2 separate regions of the Oryctolagus cuniculus genome follow, and region 2 is linked to region 1. A link is a contact called in public Micro-C data. All regions are on one chromosome and are shown on one strand. The core of a region is the stretch at or near the end of the contact, and the rest is flanking DNA. Distances in the headings are between cores, read along the strand shown. Region 1 overlaps SOX4 (SRY-box transcription factor 4). Region 2 overlaps LOC103349704 (a long non-coding RNA gene).

The links. A called contact is a pair of places that touch in the nucleus more often than the background predicts.
Region 2: a contact with region 1 is called in a Micro-C map of ear pinna, with 6 times the contacts expected there. The contact joins two enhancer-like sites. A contact is called at or near these places in 4 of 6 Hi-C or Micro-C datasets (ear pinna, embryonic fibroblasts, psoas muscle and 1 more).

The regions. Positions count from the first base shown.
Region 1 is chr5:148,991,067-148,993,907 of mOryCun1.1, forward strand. SOX4 (SRY-box transcription factor 4) reads left to right here. Exons shown (of 1, transcript XM_051854997.2): 1 at 1-2,841. The coding sequence starts at 1,163. The coding sequence ends at 2,629. Among named protein-coding and RNA genes, the nearest start is that of SOX4, 4.2 kb to the left of the region's middle. Within about 2 kb of position 1,450, at least 7 of the 8 cell types and tissues checked have an H3K27ac peak or open chromatin away from gene starts, as enhancers often do. A contact at or near this core is called in ear pinna, where this site is marked.
Region 2 is chr5:149,494,813-149,497,512 of mOryCun1.1, forward strand. LOC103349704 (a long non-coding RNA gene) reads left to right here. Exons shown (of 9, transcript XR_011388775.1): 9 at 1-2,700. Among named protein-coding and RNA genes, the nearest start is that of PRL, 160 kb to the right of the region's middle. Within about 2 kb of position 1,254, at least 3 of the 8 cell types and tissues checked have an H3K27ac peak or open chromatin away from gene starts, as enhancers often do. A contact at or near this core is called in ear pinna, where this site is marked.

The sequences.
Region 1 (2,841 bases), core at 200-2,699:
CTCTTCACACACACCCCACACGCCCGCGCGCGCGCACACACACACAGACACACGCACACAGCAAAAGGAAAAAAGAGGCAGCAGAAATCTCAGCTGCACTCCTAGCCCTTTTAAAAAGTTTGCTCTGTAAATTGGAATGAGGTCAGATGTGGAGCTTCTCATTGCACGCGGGGATTATTATTGCATCGGGTTCCAAGCCAATGGGAGGCTCGCGGGCGGGGCTTGGCACGAGAAGCGTTAGTTACAGCGGCTGATTGGCTGCGGCCAGGACTGTGAAAGGATAAAGAGGCGCGAGGCGGAATTGGGGTCTGCTCTAAGCTGCAGCAAGAGAAACTGTGTGTGAGGGGAAGAGGCCTGTTTCGCTCCCGGGTCTCTAGTTCTTGCACGCTCTAGTCTGCACTGGAGGAACTCTGCCATTACCAGCTCCCTTCTTGCAGAGGGAGGGGAAAACATACATTTATTCATGCCAGTCTGTTGCATGCAGGCTTTTTGGCTTCCTACCTTGCAACAAAATAATTGCACCAACTCCTTAGTGCCGATTCCGCCCACAGAGAGTCCTGGACCAGAGTCTTTTTTTTTTTTTTTTTTTTTTTTTTTTGCTTTGCATTGCAAGAAAGGGACTAAGTGATACAGACTATGTCTCTTTCGTGAGCTACCGAGAGCGCTCCTGAACTGGAAGCAACTGCTTCAGGGGAAGAAGAAAAAAAAATTTTTTTTTTTTTTTTTTTAGAGAGACTTGCCTGGGAGGCGACGAGAAACTTGGAAGCCTCAGCAATCAGCATTCGCGAAACTCCGTCTCCACTTTTAGCACGGTCTCCAGACTCTGAGCCGACAGACAGCAAACTGCGGCGCGGTCGGTGAGAGAGACTCAGAGAGGGGAGAGAGAGAGAGAGAGAGGAGAGAGCGAGCGAGCGAGCCTCTCCAGCCTGGAAGCTACAACTCCTGCGCGACAGGCGGAGTTCTCCGTCCCCGCATCTTTTTGCGGACTTTTCTCTCCTCGCCCACCTCCGCCCCGGCGCGGAGTGGAGGGGCCCGCTCGGCCGCGGCGCGCGACCCTCGGCTCGGCGTGTGCTCGGCCCCGGGCAGCCGGCAGCGCCCGGCGATCGCGCCCCGGGCCGCCGCGAGGGTGTGAGCGCGCGTGGGCGCCCGCGGAGCCGGGGCCATGGTGCAGCAAACCAACAACGCCGAGAACACGGAAGCGCTGCTGGCCGGCGAGAGCTCGGACTCGGGCGCCGGCCTCGAGCTGGCCATCGCCTCGTCGCCCACGCCCGGCTCCACCGCCTCCACGGGCGGCAAGGCCGACGACCCGAGTTGGTGCAAGACGCCGAGCGGGCACATCAAGCGGCCCATGAACGCCTTCATGGTGTGGTCGCAGATCGAGCGGCGCAAGATCATGGAGCAGTCGCCCGACATGCACAACGCCGAGATCTCCAAGCGGCTGGGCAAACGCTGGAAGCTGCTCAAAGACAGCGACAAGATCCCTTTCATTCGGGAGGCGGAGCGGCTGCGCCTCAAGCACATGGCTGACTACCCCGACTACAAGTACCGGCCCAGGAAGAAGGTGAAGTCCGGCAACGCCAACGCCAGCTCCTCGGCCGCCGCCGCCGCCGCCGCCTCCAAGCCCGGGGAGAAGGGAGACAAGGTCGGTGGCAGCGGCGGGGGCGGCGGCGGCGGCGGCGGCGGCGGCGGCGGCAGCGGCAACGCGGGGGGAGGAGGCGGCGGCGCGAGCGGCGGCGGCGGCGCCAACTCCAAACCGGCGCAGAAGAAGAGCTGCGGCTCCAAAGTGGCCGGCGGCACGGGCGGCGGGGCCAGCAAGCCGCACGCCAAGCTCGTCCTGGCGGGCGGCGGCGGCGGCAGCGGCGGTGGCGGGAAAGCTGCGGCCGCCGCCGCCGCCGCCGCCTCCTTCGCGGCCGAGCAGGCGGGGGCCGCTGCCCTGCTGCCCCTGGGCGCCGCCGCCGCCGCTGACCACCACCATCACCACGCGCTGTACAAGGCGCGGACTCCCGGCGCCTCGGCCTCGGCCTCCGCGGCGGCCGCGGCCTCGGCCACCCTGGCGGCGCCCGCCAAGCCCCTGGCTGAGAAGAAGGTGAAGCGCGTCTACCTGTTCGGCGGCCTGGGCGCCACGGCGTCCCCCGTGGGCGGCGTGGGCGCGGGCGCAGACCCCAGCGACCCGCTGGGCCTGTACGAGGAGGGCGGCCCGGGCTGCTCGCCCGACGCGCCGAGCCTGAGCGGCCGCAGCAGCGCCGCGTCGTCGCCGGCCGCCGGCCGCTCGCCCGCTGACCACCGCGGCTACGCCAGCCTGCGCGCCGCCTCGCCCGCCCCGTCCAGCGCGCCCTCGCACGCGTCGTCGTCGTCGTCGTCGTCCGCCTCCTCCTCCTCGGGCTCCTCGTCTTCCGACGACGAGTTCGAGGACGACCTGCTCGACCTGCACCCCAGCTCAAACTTTGAGAGCATGTCCCTGGGCAGCTTCAGCTCGTCGTCGGCGCTCGACCGGGACCTGGATTTTAACTTCGAGCCGGGCTCCGGCTCGCACTTCGAGTTCCCGGACTACTGCACGCCCGAGGTGAGCGAGATGATCTCGGGAGACTGGCTCGAGTCCAGCATCTCCAACCTGGTCTTCACCTACTGAGAGGGGCGCGCGGGCCGGGGAGAGGAGGGGGCCCGGGGAGAAGCGAGAGAGGAGAAAGGAGAGAAAGAGAGAGAGAGAGAGAAAAAAAAAAAGGAGAAACGGAACGGATGAAGAGCCGAAACAGAAAAGGGAAACAGAGAAAACGAAAACAAAAAAATGTTTGAAGAAAAAAAAAAAAGGAAAAAGGAGCAAAACAGTGCGCAGGGCCGGCA
Region 2 (2,700 bases), core at 4-2,503, 500 kb after region 1:
TCCTGGGTTACCTGAGCTGCTTCTGCCGTCTCCTGCCCGGGCTTCGCCAAGCTGCGCCCCAGCCCGGACCGTGTGCATCTACGGCATTGCGTGCAAGGAGGACCTGCTGGCCAGGCTCCGGCCAGGGTCTCCTCGCAGCTGGATGAGGGGACCTGAGGACAGGGTGAAGCTGCAGAAGACCCAGGGTGGGACGGCTAGAGAGGACGCAAAGGACCGGGGAAGGGAGAGTTAGGAATACTACACATCCAGTGCCCACCGACACGCCGCAGGGCTGCCGCGCGCACCCAGCTCGGCCGCTCCGGGGGACCGGTCTGGGGGAACAACCCAGGCTGGGATACGGTGGCATTTTACCCGAGAATGGAGCTGAAGATGGATAAACCAGGTATCTGATGTGTCTGTCTGACAAGGCAGAGTTGGAGAAATGCAGAGTGAGGGCGCGCGTGAAAAGGAAGAGAGGCCGAGTGCTGGGCGATTTTCTGCCACTTCGCTGCGTGTTCTCATCCTAGGGAGGATGGCATAATTTATACCCCGGTACATGGATGGAGGAACTGTAAATTGCAGTCTGGACGTCCCCGGGGCTGTCAAGGAAGAAACTGATGGGCTAGGTGGCTGCACCAGTGTCCCCAGAGGAAATAGCAACCTTGCAACATGGATTTAAATGCCTGTGCATGCGTGTAGAGACATGGAGGAAAAAAGATTTCTGACCATTTTACACAGGAAGTCTGTCGCGTTGCTGGATCGGACTTGATTGCAGCTTGTGTGTTCAGCTCCAGTTCAACACCCACTTCCTGACTAGCCAGAAAGCATGGCCAAAGCAGCTGCACGCAGAATTTTCTCCTTCATGTGAAAGCAAGCCCGTCAGTTTTAACTCCTTGAAGTTCCGAGTGCTCTGTGCGTCGCTAGCCCTGATTGCAGGGTTTTGTTTTCTTCTTCTTCTAGAAATCCCTGTAAACACAGCTGTATTCAGTATGGTGAAAAATTCTATCCTGTAAATAGAAATCTGATCAATTTAATCAAAATAAATGTATCCCAGATGACTTTGAGACCAGCTGGCTACCACAGGCTTCAGATGCTAACTGCTCGGTGGAGATGAATACAGTGATCTATTTACATGTTTTAGAACGCCAGGAGCAGCCTATGATTTTTTAAAAATCCTCTTCTAAGGAGGAGAGGTGGTCCTGGTGCCTCACAGCTAATGGTTAGGTACAGGCGCGCATGCTATTATGATGCAACTTGGGAGTCCGCTGTGTTGCATTTTGAGGGGGGCGTGCGGTGAGCATAGGATGGTCGTGGTCACTGTGGAGCAAGCTGGCAGCTGACTTGCTGCTGTGGCGAGGCGAGCACCTCTGCTGAGGCGGGGCGGGAGCACTTGAGGCTTGCTGGAGATTTCAGAGGGGTGAGCTCGGTGCTGCAGCGCCAGTGCCAGTGTGGAGGAATCGGCTCAAATCCCAGGGTGAGGCACTTTCCCAGTTGTCATGGGGAGCCCTCCTGGGCCGCCTGTCTGGCCCTTGCACTGTTTGTTACCCATTCTACAAAGGCAGCTCTGTGTGCTGGATTATGTTTGGCCAGCTGTTGATGCATTCCTGAGGGTGGGGCCGCCTGAGGATCTTGTTACTGTACTTCCAAACTGTAGAGCTGTGTGTGCGTGTGCAGGGAGAGAAGGCAGGGAACGGAGAGGCAGCAAGGGAAAGAATCTGAGCATATTTACCCCTTTCTCCAGACAGTCCTCGTACCAGTCCAGAAAGGCTGAAGCTACAGTGAAAAGAAGGCAAGAGGAGAGAGTAAGAGATGGGGGTGTGGTGGTGGTGAGGGGAAAGAGAATGACTGCAAGCCCCTAAGAGAAAAAACAGAACTTCAAAGCTGCAGAGACAAGCAGAATGTCAGCAGCTTGTAATTAGCGGTTCTTGGTTGCATCAGTGACTGCATCGCTCCAAGAATAACTGCGCTGTGTGCCACAAAGCGAGGAAGATAGTCATAACCAAGATAGCCAACCCGGGTCAAACAAGGGCAGACAGATTAAGGAATTTTCTGTGTTTGTAAATCTCCTACTGATGGATTCCATGTATTTAAGAGTTGCTGAATTCTGCATAATTGCAGACCGAGTTACTAATTTGTCCAGAATGGAGTGGTGGGGGTGGGGGGACAGGTTCATTAAATGAAACTGTGAACACTTAAATGCAGACTAGTCCTGCAAGCTGTGTCAGTGCAATGCATTTCTCCCAAACAGCCAAAAACTGCACTGCCAGTCTCCTGCCTCTGCATCCACACCTCATTTTCATTTGCTCTTATACATTTCAACAGAAAGAAGTAGATTTCATAAAATCGGTGAAATCCCAAAGATCCCGTGTTAGAATTTAGAAATGGCCATGGCGTCCTGATGTTTGTTGTTAGTCCTGGTCTAAACCTTGTAGGAGCTTCCCTTGTCTTGAAGCCTCCCAGCAGGTAATCTGCGGGAACTCAGGGTACCGCAGATGTGGAGATCTCAAGGCCATGTTCATCCTCCCCACCCCACACCTCCCTTGCCTCTGGTGCTGGGGCTTCCAGAACCTCCACAGAGACGGTGGGAGGAGCTGATTGGTTGGGAGACTTAGACTGTTTACTGTTGTTTGTTTCCAGTGCCCCTCCACGGCATTCATTTTGTGTTTGTGTTTGTGTTCATGCTGCACAATTACTCCTGACCTGCTTCGTCTCTCTGCCCAA